2 separate regions of the Zea mays genome follow, and region 1 is linked to region 2. Evidence: chromatin contacts called from public Hi-C data. All regions are on one chromosome and are shown on one strand. The core of a region is the stretch at or near the end of the contact, and the rest is flanking DNA. Distances in the headings are between cores, read along the strand shown. Region 1 holds the start of LOC100281470 (U-box domain-containing protein 21). Region 2 holds the start of LOC100382284.

The links. Hi-C and Micro-C count contacts between places; a contact is called where the count stands out from the background.
Region 1: a Hi-C map of leaf shows a contact between it and region 2, with 2.6 times the contacts expected there. The contact joins the promoter of LOC100281470 here to the promoter of LOC100382284 in region 2. A contact is called at or near these places in 4 of 25 Hi-C or Micro-C datasets (ear and leaf) and 1 of 3 datasets of contacts at active chromatin or transcription factors (leaf).

Annotation. Positions count from the first base shown.
Region 1 is chr5:213,751,193-213,758,845 of Zm-B73-REFERENCE-NAM-5.0, forward strand. LOC100281470 (U-box domain-containing protein 21) reads right to left here and starts at 5,440. Exons shown (of 1, transcript XM_020537784.3): 1 at 2,756-5,440. The coding sequence starts at 4,873. The coding sequence ends at 3,440.
Region 2 is chr5:213,597,461-213,604,939 of Zm-B73-REFERENCE-NAM-5.0, forward strand. LOC100382284 reads right to left here and starts at 5,357. Exons shown (of 1, transcript NM_001175034.1): 1 at 4,440-5,357. The coding sequence starts at 5,092. The coding sequence ends at 4,748. It overlaps LOC103627696 (ATP-dependent RNA helicase DEAH13), which reads left to right. Exons shown (of 11, transcript XM_020538684.3): 8 at 1-67; 9 at 501-614; 10 at 685-1,911; 11 at 2,007-4,008. The coding sequence ends at 3,446.

The sequences.
Region 1 (7,653 bases), core at 4,190-6,689, 150 kb after region 2:
TCAAGTGAGGGTGACAGCAGGGTCTGGCTGGTCATGTACTCGATCCAGTATGTACCATCTGGTGGCAATATAAAAGCTTTGACGGTGGAAGAAAAAAACTACATGATCGCTGAGTGGCCAAGGTTAATATAAAAGCTTAATAAGGAAAAGAAGGTACTAATTATACATAGATTTCTTGTGATAATCTAATGGGGCTTAGATTAAAGGAAGAGATCCATATTACTCCCTTCACATATGGACAATATCCATATGCCTAAAGATTTTTTAGTTCGTTTTACCTCTCCAACTATTTGAATTGGTTCAATCTATCCCTTAATAAAATGTCTTTTTTATTTCTTTGTGACAAGCTAAGTCTCCAATTCAATTTTTGATGGTTACTAGCTAATAATGACATAATTTAGCCTAAAAATATATTATGAATCATCATAATTATTTTGATACGGTATAGATCAGGTAAGATAATGATTTTAATGGTATAAAACTAAATATTTTCTGAGGTGATTGAGGACATCATAACTTATATTAAAAGTATGTTAAGAATTTTTCATCGTTATTGCATATTTAGTTTTGTACCACTAAAGTTATTGTCTTATCTGATCTTTAACATATCAAAATAATTATAAAAGTTATAATAGATTTTTTAGGGTAAGTTATGTCATTAGCTACTAACAAACAAAATTTTGAACTGAAAACTCAGTTTGCATATAGACAAATAAAAAAGGCAAATTTTGTCAAGGGGTAATTTGAACCAACTCAAATAGGTGGACAGGAAAATGAACTGAAAATACTTTAGGAGGTCATATGGACATCATTCATAGGTGAGAGGAGTAATATATATGGACTTCTTCCAAATATATATAAAGAACCAAGGTATCCTATGTGCAACTAAGACTTTGATTAAGCATTGTTATCTCTATCACAACGAGTTATGCAACCTAGGTTACAAAACCAAGCTGCTAGCCTATGACTAAGCTAGGAAGATAAACCATATAACTAAGGTAACACAATATAAAAATAAAAGCTTAAATGCAATATATATATATATATATAAACTCAAATTGATGCGTTGGTATTTTTACCATGTGTCAAGAAGTGGCAAGTTTTCCCCTAATTCTTCTTGGAGCCCCATGCAAGGAAACGACTACGCGAGGACCAAGTTACCGGTCAAGTAACTCTGTCGATAGCCTCAGACCTTTTCCACGTGCAAGTGGTGCTCCAGAAGTGGCCTCTTCCATATGCTTCACATCGTATGCAGTATCGAGTTTTCGATTGAAACATCACGAACCTCGTTTCCTTCAATGCACGGTGACGATCGTATCACAAACGTAGTTGATTTGATCTCGCAAGACTTACAAGCACCACTCGGTACAGTTACAATGGTGTGCGCAAGTACAAAGGGTTTGAGGATTTCTATCTTTACTTCCAATTACTAGGCAAAACCTAGATCAAGTGCTAATGAAATGATCTAACTAAACTAAACACTTCACAAAGGACCTACGGGAATCACTAGGTGATATTCGAGCACTTGGTTATCTAGAGATGGAGGAATGGACTCTCAACACTCTAGCAATGTTTCCTAGCTCCCACATATATCAAATGACCGGTTAGGGTGGTATATATAGTGCATAAGTTCAAATCCACGGTTAGAAGTAATGTAGAATTTTTGCATACTCACCGGACACTAGCATGGTGCATGCACTGATATCAGCTAGCCATTAGAACTAGCCATTGTTGACCATTTATGTAAGAGCATCTGATACTTTCATTAGTGTTACATCGGATTGTCCAATGTGTTATAACCTTTCTCATATTGCAACCTCTTTAATAAGTACCTATCTGGTGGGGTATATCCGGCGCTTTAGGCTATTCACAATGGAGGTTTCATGGGATGTTTCATGTATTAATTAGCCTGCCACATCAGCTATTTTGATGACATGTCACATCATTTAAGAAGGAAGAGTTTCATGGAGTTTCATGGAGTTTCATGGGGATGAAACCATGTTAACTCGTTTCCAAGATCTTGGAAACTGTGTGAAACCTCCACTGAGAGTGTTTTGTTTCATCTTCATATAATTGAGTAAATCATATTGGTTATTTATATGCAGCATTTAAGAAGTATGTTGACATATGAAATAGTGAGATGAAACTCTCTATTGAGAGAGGATATTTCATTCATCCATAAATCTGATGTGGCATTTTTGGAAACAGTGACATGAAATCCCCATTGTGAATAGCCTTATAGATTGCAAACACGAGTTGGGGAAATGCCAGTGTTATTAATAAAGCTTGTCCGTGATATTTGCCGAAGCCGACCACCTTGCTAGTAAAACGTGAATCATGAATGCATTATGTGCATGTGTCTTTGATGTGGTCCTAATTACTTTTTTTGTGTGTCTCCTGAACCTTTTCTGACGTACTCATCAGCTTCCGATGGTGGAGATCATGCACAGATTGGCACCAAAAGTGTGTGTGTTCGGCCTAAATGAAAGCGCGTTCTAGAGCAAAAAAGAAAAGAAAAGCGAAAGCTCCAAAAGCAAAAAAGGGAATTTCTTTTTTCGGCGTGTGAGAACTTGTGGAACCAATGGGACCAGTGTGCTGTGTGCGCATGGATAACGTTCGTTTCGGGGATCGAAACGAACGTGGAACCCAGTGCATGTCCATATCAAGTTGGGTTTTTGCTCTCTTCCTGGACGTACGCAACGCAATGCATGAATCACGGCTCGCACCATGCAAAGACCACCCCACTCCGGTCGTCTGAAGAAAAGCACTGGATGAAGATGAAAAGATAGATGGCGGCACGAAAATCTTACATGGCCTAGCTGTTCGTGTCGCTTGCCGTTGTCTTGTTTTTCAAAGCCCTTTGTTGCTGTTTGCTACTGTGACGCTGGTCTCTGCAGTTTTCAAATGTGACACTATTTCCTTCCAAACACAAAATGGAAACGTAAAGGCTCAACTGCTTCACGTCTTCTTCTGGTCTCTGGCCTTGCATTAGTAGTAGTGTGTTACTACAATAATGAAACAAACTTGGTCCTTCCTCCAGTCCAGTCAAAAACTGTGTTCTCAACTTTGAAATTTTAAAGAGGCATGGCATGGCACTGGCCTGACAGACGGCGGAATGGACATGTCTTCTCTTGCGTCCCCGAAGCGCCAAGAAGATTCAAAACCGGCATGCAAATCGTCAGAAACTTGCAGCAACGCTTTATTCTTTCCTGCTGTATGATTTGGTTCATACACTTCTACAGACTTCATTCAGAGCAGCACTGCAAAAATGGCCATCAGCCTATGACCAACAGACCAAGGAAGGGGCAAGGGGGGAAGCAAAAGGATGTTCCCCGCCACCACGAAAAAAAAGAGGAGTTCCTAAATTAATCTAATCGCGTCCGTGTAGCTTTTATCCACAGCTTAATTCATGACCTAATCTACGCACAATGTTCATGACTCATGAGAAGGGTCTCTTGAGCCCCTTGAAATCTACCGTCTCAATGCACTCAACGCCGTCTCTCGACCCATTCAGGAGCCTGAGCAGCTCGCTGGCCCTCTCCTTGGTCACGCCCATGCAGCCGACCTGCAGCAGGAGGAGGAGCTTTTGGAACGCGCCCAGCTGCAGCGCCTCGGCCTTGCACGGACCCTCGCCCGAGAAGCTCTTGCACAGCCGCCACAGCGCCGACACGGCGAACTCGGTTGCCATCTCGGACACGTGCTGCATCTTCTTGACCAGCACCGGCACGGCCAACGCGTGCGCGCACGCCTTCCCGCGCCCTTCCTCCGTGAGCAACAGGCTGTCGAGCACCGCGAGCGCCTTCTCCGTCGTGCCCTTGTCGGCGTCGACTAGCATCTCGACCAGGAGCTCGACCATGCCGAGGTCGACCAGGCGCCTGGCCGCTAGGTCGCTGCCCCTGACGAGGTAGTAGGCGGTGACCAGCGCGGCCTTGGTGGCCTGCGCCGACACGGGCTTCTGCAGGAGCTTGATGAGCGCGTCGTGTACTCCGTTGGTCTCGGACAGGGCGTCGAGGCACTCGGGGTCGGAGTCGGACGACGACGCGATCTCGCGGAGCACGACGGCGGCGCTGGACTTCGAGGTCGCCTCGCCGTCGTGGGACAGGATCGAGACGATGGCGTCCAGCGACGCCGGGGAGGCAATGTGGCTCCTGCACTCCTCGTCGAGCGGGAAGAACACGACCAGCGTGGCCAGGATCTCGCCCAGCGCGCCGCCGAACGACGCCGGCTGGTCAACGAGCCGAAGGAACGCCGAGGAGAGCGCGCGGGCGGCTCCCCCCGCCGCGAGGCACCGGCGGTTGCGGTCGCTCTCCTTCCCTAGCGCCCTGGCCTTGGCCGCCAGCTGGCGGCACACCATCGCGTCCCCTCGCCGCGCGGCGGCGGACACCGCCGCCAGGAGCTCGGCCGCGTCGGCGGCGGAGAGCGGGACGCGGGGCGTCGGCACGCGCTCCACCCCGAGGGCGCGGTTGGCGACGCACCAGTCCTGGATCATCCGCCGCGTGGCGTGGTTTGGGATCAGGTCCTCCGCGCGCAGCGGGCGCGCGGTGACGGGGCACGTGGAGTGGCCGCGCTGCAGCCACCCCTCCACGCTGTCCCGGTCGTACGTGATTCCCGTCAGCGCCGTCACGGGGTCCTTCATCATCTCCAGCGAGATCGGGCACAGGAAGTTGCTCGGAATCGCCGGCTCCGTCGCGGCCACGGGCTGCTGCCTCGTCCGCCTCGTGGCGAGCGGGATCTCTGACACCGCCACACGCACCAACCGCGGGCGAAGCCGGTAGCGGGACACCGCCGGCGTAACCATCCCCGCGCCGCGCGCTAATATTGACGATGTCCCTCGGACCTCGGTTTGTTGTGCGGCTGAACTGTTGTGCTGCATGTACGGTGCGTGGAGTCCGCAAGCTGACGGGTGGTGCTGGCCTGGACTGCGACTGCGGCTGCGGGGCTGGGTGGGCGTCGCCGGCGTTGTGAATCAGTAGTACATGGAATATATAGGTTTTGGGCTTTTGGCCTTGCGTTCGCCGGCGTTGAATGGAAAATAGAAGTAGACTGCTGCATGTGAGCGTGCGTTGTGGGCCTGACGGCCTGTGCAGTTTCTTAGGGCGCGGACGGGGAAGGGGAAAAAACCCGCGAGTGTGGACTGTGGACTGGCTAGGTTGTCCGTCGTTCGTTGGGATCGGGGTTTGAATGTTGACCGTTGAATTGAAAGGAAGTTTGAATTATACACACCAGTACACCACGGGTAGCGATTGCGAATGTTTTCTCTTCTTCTTTTTTTTTGTTTTTTACGCTTCGTGTGCTTTATTTTAGTTTTCGGGCTGCGTCTCTGAATTCACTGTTTTTGTTTGTTTTGGATGGAGTGGAGTGACATTTCACTGTTTCAGTCATCCCACTTCGGATTTCCACTGATGGATGTTGAGAATAATCGTGAGTTGTATTTGGTTCGAGGGTTTCATGATTGCAAGAATAAGTTAGATATATTGTTGTGTGCATTTGGGTTTTGAGGCGTGAGGAATTCACTCCATTTCTATCCCGTTACAAAATATAATATTTCAAAAGTAAAAAAAAACTGTAGTATCAAATTTATAACCTAATATTCAGCCTTCAGGAGCCACAATTTCAGAGCATGCTTTTCATTTATGTCTCCAAATTAACTTCATAAATATAAAAAAATATCTTCATTCTTCTGCCTATAACCCTTCTATTTTGTATATAAAATTTTGTGTAACTTCATATCTAAAAGGTAGAGCTTTTAATGTTCTTTTCAAAAAAGATTAAGATAATCAAAATCGGTGTGTAAGTGTTTCGAACCAGCTTAAATTTGATTGTGGGTGTTCTAGGGGTCCAAATGGTGTCCTCGGTGGGCAAGGAGGTTTACTGATTCAGGCAGAACGTCCATACATCCAGTTTTCGGTGGCTTGTGCTATCGACACCTTTGTTGCTCAATGCTATGTTAGGGGTTATAATCGGACGAGAGAGGGGAAGGCTTCCAAGTCTCTTATGCGCAATGAGACCTAAGAACTACAAAATTGGTGCTCTCGACCTAGCTAAGCCTTGGGCGTCGTCGCGGTGTGCTCCTTAGCTCCGGTCTCCGCAATTCTCCGCGCGCTCTATGTTCGGGTGTTGGTCTCCGCAGTTCTCCGCGTGCTCTATGTTCGGGTGTTGGTCTTTGTATGTCCTCGGTCGACCCTCCCCTTTTATAGGCTAAGGTGGGAGTCGGTTACTGATAGCTTTTCAAGGAAGGAGCTATTGTGTTGTGGTAAAACAAAGCGTTCTATCTTGGTAAAGTCATGCTTGTCGGCATGTACCCGGTCGTCTGAGCTTATCTCGTTGTGCTCTGTAAGACTGGTGGCGCGTGGGCGACGACGAGCTCCAACGTCATCATTACTATCTCTGTGCCACGCTGACTCCTGGCCTCCGTAGCTTGGGTCTCGGCGTGGCTCGTCGTGTTTCGGCTCCTATAGATGGCCAACCCATCAAGGCCTAGGCTTTATAGGTCATAAGTGGACCACAGGCCTAGGCACCTAGGGACCCATATTTCATGAGTGGGACGATGGCTGACTGTTCCACTACGACTCGATGTTAGACACAGTTAATGTAATCGGTCATTTGTGACAAATCAGTCTAAATTTAGGTGTGAAATCCACTCGAGTGACTTTTTCAGGCGACCTCCTTCGGGCTTCGCCTCGTCCGGTACCAGCCGTACCTGTCGCCCGACTCTTGGGAAAGAGAAGCCGGAAGAAATTGGGCTAAATAGCAACCTGGACCTGGTCCTCTAATCGATAGCCCATCGGCCAAGGCCCAATGAAACAGAAAAAATTGTACGGGCCTGGTCTGACTGAGCAGCCCAGGTGAGGTACCCTGGAATGCCTCCTCGGTCCACTGGGACTGGGAAGCCTTCAGCAGCGAAGCGATGCGACGTCTGAACTCCTGATGGATGGGCGCAGGCAGGCTGCCTGATGCCTCTGCGCCCTGCCGTCCGTCCGTCCGTCCGGTGGGTCGTAGAGTAGTAGTACTAGTATAGGCCACTGTGCGCTAGAGCGGAGTCAATGCATGCAGCCACAGCGCAGGCTTGCGTTGCGTGACCGTGACCCGCCACCGCCCGACCGGGTAATCTCACGTATCGCTCCGAACGTGGACACTGGACACTGACCGCGGCGAGCCACACCTTCACGCCCACACAGTACGTGCATGCTGGCGCCGCCGTACGGGCGCCCGGACGGCGTCTGTTCGCTTGTGTGATAATAAATAATGGCCGGCGGCCGGGGCAAGGGCAACGGGCGAGTGACGGACTGGCCTAGCCCGCGCGCTCGTACGTTCCGAGAGCGTCAGTGATGCAGATGTGTTGAGGTGCGAAATAAGTCAAATAACGCTGCACGCCCAACTACTCGTGCGCGACCAGTGCTACCACTGTAGTATCTACACGGTCTACAGCGTGTGGCCTTCCTGCTCCGTGTGAATCTAAAAAAACAGCACTAATTTGAGACATTGTTTAGAAAATAGCACTCATTTTCAATCAATTCAAAGAACATCACCAGTTTTATCAAATAAATTTAGAAAACAACACTACATCTATATTTTTTTTCTCAGCTCACAAGAAAATGGACCAAATTATCCCTATCTATAGATAAAGTGTTGTTTTTCGAATTAATTTATTTC
Region 2 (7,479 bases), core at 4,107-6,606:
TAGAAAGGTAGGAAGTGAATGCTCCATCAAGTTCATGACAGATGGTATTTTGCTGCGAGAAATCCAGGTTGTTTATCTATCTACTTATCTCATTTGCTTCTACCAACCTATCTATCTATTATGATACACATTTTTCTTCACTCAAGTTTTTGTTCAATCTGGTCATTTGTGCTTAAAGGAAAGCCTCTAACGAAGTACTGAATTGCAGCGATACGTTTGCAGTCTTCAATATCTTAACTGTAGTGTACTGTAAACTTATCATATCTACTGATCCACATAAACTGTTATAACAATGTCTATTCATGCTGTCCGCAGTTTACTATGTCAGTCAGTTGAATGCTCTATGATTGTGTGATCACAGAAATGATTCTCTCATAACTTATTCATAAAGTGATTGGACATCCAGAAATGTATATGTGATTTTTTTTTGTTTTTTTGTTGGATAGGTAACAGATAATCTAATCCTGTGCATCATCATCTAATTTAGTAACCTTCTGCAGGGTGATTTTCTGTTGAAGCGCTATTCAGTGATCATATTGGATGAGGCACACGAAAGGAGCTTGAACACAGATATACTTATTGGGATGCTTTCTAGAATTATAAAGATTCGCAAGGTTTAAATTAAAACTTTATTTCATATAAATGAAATGAAAAAATATCATTGCTAACCTTTGCACACGACAGGATTTGTATGCAAAGCAGCAGGAAAAATTACGGTCTGGATTTAAGATCAAACCAGAGGATAAGATCAGTCAGTTAAAGGTGGTGCTCATGAGTGCTACTCTGCAGTTAAAGGACTTTATTTCAAATAGAAGGTTGTTTGGCGTGATCCCACCAGCTGTTAAGGTACCTGTGCGGCAGTTTCCAGTATCAGTTCACTTCTCAAAGAGGACACATGATGATTATTTAGGGCTAGCTTATAAAAAGGTTATGTCAATCCACAAGAGGCTTCCACCAGGTGGAATCCTCGTATTTGTCACTGGACAACGGGAAGTGGAGTACTTGTGTAAGAAACTGCGAAGAGCATCCAAGGTGCAAACTGCTAAGAATCCTGGGAAAACTGATGGTGAAGACAATGGTCCATGCCCAAAAGTAGATGAAAAGGAAATTTTTGAAGCATATGATATTGACAGAGATGAACCCGAGCACCGATATGACATGTTTTCCTCGTATGATGACGATGGTATGTATGATGACGATGGTATGAATGTTGAGACAAATATTGATTCTTCTGACAACGAAACGGAGAGCGAAATGGATACTGAAACCGATGACGAAGAGTCTGTTACTATTGAAACTACAGAAGAGGATGTTCCAGTATTAGCATTTTTGAAAGATGCTGAGAGCTCATCTGCGTTGAAGGCATCATTTGGAGCTTTGTCGGGAATACCAAATGTGCTGGAAAGTGTCGAGGAATTAAGTGATGCTAAATGTGAAGAAAAGACCAGCACTTCACTTCGTTGTTTTAGTAAATGCACAGAACATAAGCCTGTTTCACATGGTAGACTTCGTGTCTTGCCACTTTATGCAAAGTTATCAGCTTCACAACAGCTTCAAGTGTTTGAAGATGTCCCAGAGGGGGAAAGATTAGTTGTGGTGGCAACTAATGTTGCCGAAACCTCTCTAACAATTCCAGGCATAAAATATGTAGTTGATACTGGAAAAGAAAAGGTTAAGAATTATGATCATGCTACTGGGATGTCAAGTTATGATGTCCAATGGATAAGCAAGGCATCAGCATCCCAGCGTGCTGGAAGAGCAGGAAGAACAGGGCCTGGCCACTGTTACCGTCTCTACTCAGCTGCAGCATATGGTAAAGATGATTTATTCCCTGAATTCGCTGAACCTCAGATTAAGAAAATTCCAGTTGAAGGTGTTGTCCTGATGCTCAAGTTCATGTCTATTGATAAGGTGCTGCAGCATATGGTTAATAATTTCTCTATCAGATAATAATATTTTTCTTAGCCTTTATTTTTAGCTCATACAAAACATATGCTGAATTTCAGGTTGAGAACTTTCCTTTCCCAACACCACCAAACAAGGAAAGTTTGGTTGAAGCTGAGCGTTGCTTAAAGACATTGGAAGCACTTCATAGTGATGGAAAACTTACACCTATGGGCAAGGCAATGGCACAGTACCCCATGAGCCCAAGACATTCTCGTCTTCTTCTTACAGTGATTAAGAATTTGAAGAATAAGCAGCAAGGCTTTGCTAGATCTAACTTCATATTAGGATATGCTGCTGCTGCTGCATCAGGTTTGAATTTTACTAATCCTTTTCTCAAGCAATTGGATGAATGTGACACTTATGGTGAATCAGTAGAAAACACTAATCTGGAAGCTAATGGTCCATGGGAAAGGAAGAGACAGAAGAAGCTCAAGGCTGTGGTTAGAGAGGCACGGGAAAAGTTTTCTAACCCTAGCAGTGATGCTTTAACCATCGCTCGTGCCCTGCAGTTCTTTGAGTTGTCAGAAAACCCAGTGGAATTCTGCAGAGCCAATTCACTTCATCTTAAAACCATGGAAGAGATGTCAAAGTTGAGAAAGCAGCTTCTGCAGTTAATATTTCGCCATAGCAAATGGTGCGAGGAGTTTGCTTGGAATTCGGGTGACTCTGCTGAGGTTGAACGGGCCTGGAGGAACGAGCCCAGTATATTGCAGTTGAATGAAGAGGAACTTCTTGGGCAAGGAATTTGCGCTGGATGGGCTGATAGAGTTGCAAGGAGGATTCACACCTATTTGAAACCATCAGAAGACGATCGAAAGGTTCGAGCCGTTCGTTATCAGTCTTGTGCACTTGATGATACAATATATCTGCACCGATCATCATCTGTCGCCCAAGTTGCCCCAGAGCTTGTAGTTTACTCGGAGCTACTTAGTACAAAGAGGCTATACATGCACGGTGTAACGACCGTAAAGCCAGGGTGGCTTTTGAAGTATGCTAGTTCCCTCTGCACCTTCTCTGCACCGTTGGAAGATCCGAAGCCGTACTATGACCCACTGAACGACCAAGTCTACTGCTACGTTAGCCCGGTCTTCTCTCGTCATAACTGGCAGCTTCCGTTGCACAGTTTACCTATCAAAGACGGTGCGAGCCGGCTGCAGGTGTTTGCATGCGCGTTGCTTAAAGGGGACGTCCTGCCATGTCTACGGGACGCCAAGGATTTCCTCGCGCTGTCACCATCCGCTGTGTTGGGGCCTGCCAGGCAACGGAGAGTGGGAGATCTTCTTAGCAGGATGAAGATCGGTCCGAAGTTAGTCGACAGCAGGGCAGCACTGAGAGGCGTGTGGAATTTTGATCCTGGTTTTCTCTATCCTGAGCTCAAGTTGTGGTACCAGGATAGATTCCATGACCAGTTTGACTTGGTGTGGGAGCAGATGCACCAACAGGTTCTCCTTGAGGGGCGCAAGCTTTTCCCAAAGAGGTCCAAGAAAGTTAAAGGCTAGGCCAAAATTTTTGGTGCAGTTGGTTGGCTGGCAGAAGCTTTTTTGTGTGTGTGGTTTTAAGGAATAGATACGAGAGATGCAGTGAGACATCATGCACAAGCAGTTTTGTCTAGACATTTTGCCTTGATCTGGATTTGTTCCATTGCATCTCCGTGTTGAACTGTTGATGTACACCGTTCCTCTGCAAGCAACCTTCACCCTGCCATCTGTGTCAGAAATGTTTTCTGATCCAACCATTTGCTCAAAACCTTGAACCTGAAAAATATCCTGATATCCAACCATCGCCATGGCCCATGGGGATTGGAGGGAATTGGCTTCGAGTGAGGGCCAGGGGTAGGATTCGCCAGAAACAAACAGGGGATGGTCGTGCGCAGATTGATTACATTTCTCTCCTTTCCGTCTCTCGCTCTATTTGCTTTTAGCATATGAAGTGTCCGATTCCAGGGGTAAAAACAGCGGTAGAGTCGATATAAAAATGTAGCACTAAACTATATTACCCTCAGTTCAAGAAAACAAATTACCCCTCTGGCATGCTTGCATGAACTTTGGTCTGCATGTAAAATTGAATTCCAGTAAGATTAGATTGTCTCAACGGGCTAAACCTTTACAAGTTACTGCGACACTAGCAATTGTTGAGTCATGGTGGGACAAGTTGGAGTGATTTAATTTTCGTTGCCGATGCAATTAGCATTGGACAAACTAACTCCACATACAAGCTGTGACATCTTATGTTAAACTTGAGAATTACGAGCTCCGGAAGAGATTATCTGGACCCAAGTCTTCCAAAGAAGAAAAGAAAAGAAGGAAAAAAAGTGAATCCATGATCTGGTCGTCTGGACCTAAAAATCGTGTCCGTGAAAATGCATGTATGTCGCATGACTTCTTCCTGGATATCATCTTCAACATGTAGATTTTGCTTTTTTCATTCGTTTTTACGTTAAGTAGTCCTGCAAGCTTCTTGTCCAAAAAAAAAAACATCTGAGAAAAACAAGAAACTCTTAACAGAAGGAAATTGGAGTGACTAGCACCTGAGATATATCTGCTCAGCTGCTCAAAAACCATCTGCAGAAACAAACAAAAAAAACCACAGCACAAGCACTAGCAGTGGTTGGAGACTCGATGTAAACACAAGGAGACACGACGCGTAGGTACATGTGCAAGAACAAAACGTACTGCAAAGTTGCTACGACGACACAAACATCAAACAAGCAGTGAACGGACGGCCCAGATAAAAGTTTGGGTCGTCGAGAGCCGATCGCCACCGCAGAGTGAGTGCGCAGATAAACCCCACCAGCACCCACCTACTTCCCCTGCTCCGCGCCATCATCACTTTCACCCCCTTCTCCGGGCGCGGGCGGCGGCGCCGGGCGCACGCGGTGGCCGCCGGAGTTCGCCGGCGCGCTGATCAGAGTGAAGACGAGGCCCAGCACGCCTCGAACGATCCCCTTCAGCACCGACCCTCTCCTGGGGACGTAGCGCGGATGTGCTCGCGGAGTCGGCTTCTTGCTGCCGACGTCCCCCACGCGCCCACCTTTAGGGGTCATGGCGCTGGCGACCTTGGAGAGCGGCGGGCTGAAGCTGAGCTGAGGTGGGGAGCGCGCAGGGAAAGTGAGGCCGCGGCTGCTGCCGTGCGCGTGCGTGCCCATTTTATAGACAGAAGATAAGCACTGCGCTACCCTACCGCTGCTGCTGGCTCCCGCCCTGGCGTAGTGGCGTGCGCGCCGAGGGTGCACATCGAGGCCGAGCCGGCAGCGGGCGAAAGGAGGGAGAAAAGGGCGAGAACTGCAGCGGAAGTGGCGCGCGATGGCGACGGCCGACGGGTGGTGGACGGACGGGTTCGCCTGATGAGAGTCTGGCTGGGCTGGGCGGTGAAGTGGTGAATGGTGATGATCTGAAGATACTGGCTGATACGGGGCAACTGGGAGTGAGTGAGTGAGTGAGTGGAAGCTTCTTTTACCTGCGTCTGCGTGGGTGGGTGCGCCGATGCCCCGTCAGTTTCTTGGGATTTGGGGCGGAGCGTGGAAAAGTTGCAGGGAAGGAGGCCGCGGGCTGCCGCCTGCCGGCCAGGCGCGCCACCTGTCCGCTCTGGGCCTCGGCCGTGGGAAAAAGCTCGGCGCGCGGGGCCTCCTCCGCTCCGGATTGCGGCGGCGGAAAGGTGCGTGTGCGTGCCTGCCGCGCGCCCTTCTGTCACCCACTCAGCACTCACCCATCCGAGCGTTTTTGTGTCGCTGCCCTTTTCAGGCTGATCACCTGATGTGAGCAAAAGCGCCATGAATTTCTGTCACCAGTCACCACCGTACTCTTTGGTAGAGCAGTGTGCGCAGGTTGTTACTCCTACCTATGTATGATTGTGGTGTGTTTAAAGTGTTTTGGAGCACTGAACAAAGAAACCGATACTCTATTATTCATCTTAATCCACATAGATTGGATAGATTGAGATCTTATTTGTTCGTGTCGGATTGCACCCGGAATCGTTCCAGCTAATTAAAATTTATATAAAGTAGAGAAACAATTCGGTTAGGAATCATTCTGACCCACCAATCCGTAACAACCGAACGACGCCTAAGGTGTAAATTAATTTAATTTATACTCTAATCCACCTGAATACACGTGGGTTGAGATAAATACTAGAGTATCTAATGGCTTGTTTGGATCATTGTGCCAAACTACCGGCTAATTTTAGCACATTAACCTACAAACATGCCGACTAACTGTTTGTCCATTAGCCATTTAATCTTGTTAATAAGTGTTAGAAAGATCAAACAGGACCTAAATAAGGCCTTGCTTTTGCAAACGTGCATATATACCAACCGAAATCCACGGTGCGGATCCACGCAATGCAGACCAGACGGCCAGGGTGCAGGGACGGAGGGAGGACCCCATCCATTTTGTTCGCCTTGTTTTGTTCCGGCAACACAAGCATACGCCGGGCCCGTCGCATCGCATATTCGCATGCGGTTGCCGTGTGAGCTAGTAAAGCGCAAGCAATCCTGGCGATCCGCGTCAGCTTTGTAACTTTGCTGCGAGAATATTACAGGTTCGTGCACCAACCTCGACCCCGGACCATCAATCAGCCATTGCCATGTATGCATGCATGCATGCATGCTATAGTTACGCCACATCGCATATTCGCATGCCGTCCGTCCATGGAGATGGAGTTAAACCGGCTCGCGACGGATCATGGACGAACGGTCATCGTCGACTTTTCAGTTTTCACACTGCCAGTGCGCGAGCTTAGGTGTGTTGGTTCTCCAGAGGAGAGAGAAACCCATTAATCTAGGATTCTCGGAGGCTGAGGGTTTATTTTCTGCTAGAAGGCGAATAGTCGACCACGGAAACACAAAAAAAAAACGCATGCTCAGTTCTTTCCGCATGCTGCTGGACATAGCGTAAGTCAAACTATTTTAAGTTTAAAATAAACATATTATGAAAAATATATTTTATATCACAAGTAATGATACTAATTTGCTGCCATTAATTTTGATGGATTTCTCTCTCTCTAAATTTGGTTTAAGTTTTACTTCAACTCTGTAAATCTATTTATTCAGAGACAGATGCAAATACTTAGAATAGGAACTAAAGTGTAGTCTAGTTTTAGTTTATATACATGTTTGCCTATCTAGGGACTTAAATTTAGATGAATAAAGTATTGTTCCAAATTTCTAAGGGCCCGTGGTTCCTTTAGTCCAGAGACTAAAGTTTAGTTAGAGGACTAAAATTTAGTCTCTACATTGTTTTGTTCTAGAGACTAAAATTATTCAAAATGCAATAAATGAATTATAAGAGGACCAAAATACCCCTTAGCATTCTTTCTTCGTTAGTGCAACTGAAATAAAGGAGGGGTAAAAAAATGGAATTAATATGGTTTAGTTCCTTTTAGTCACCCCTTAAGGGACTAGAGACAAAAACCATTTAGTCATTGTTTTAGTCCCACCAGTTTGGCAATTTAGGGATTAAATATGACTAAAATAGAGGGACTAACTTTAGTCTCTCGAACCAAACATGGCCTAGAACTAATAGTAACCGGCTAAAA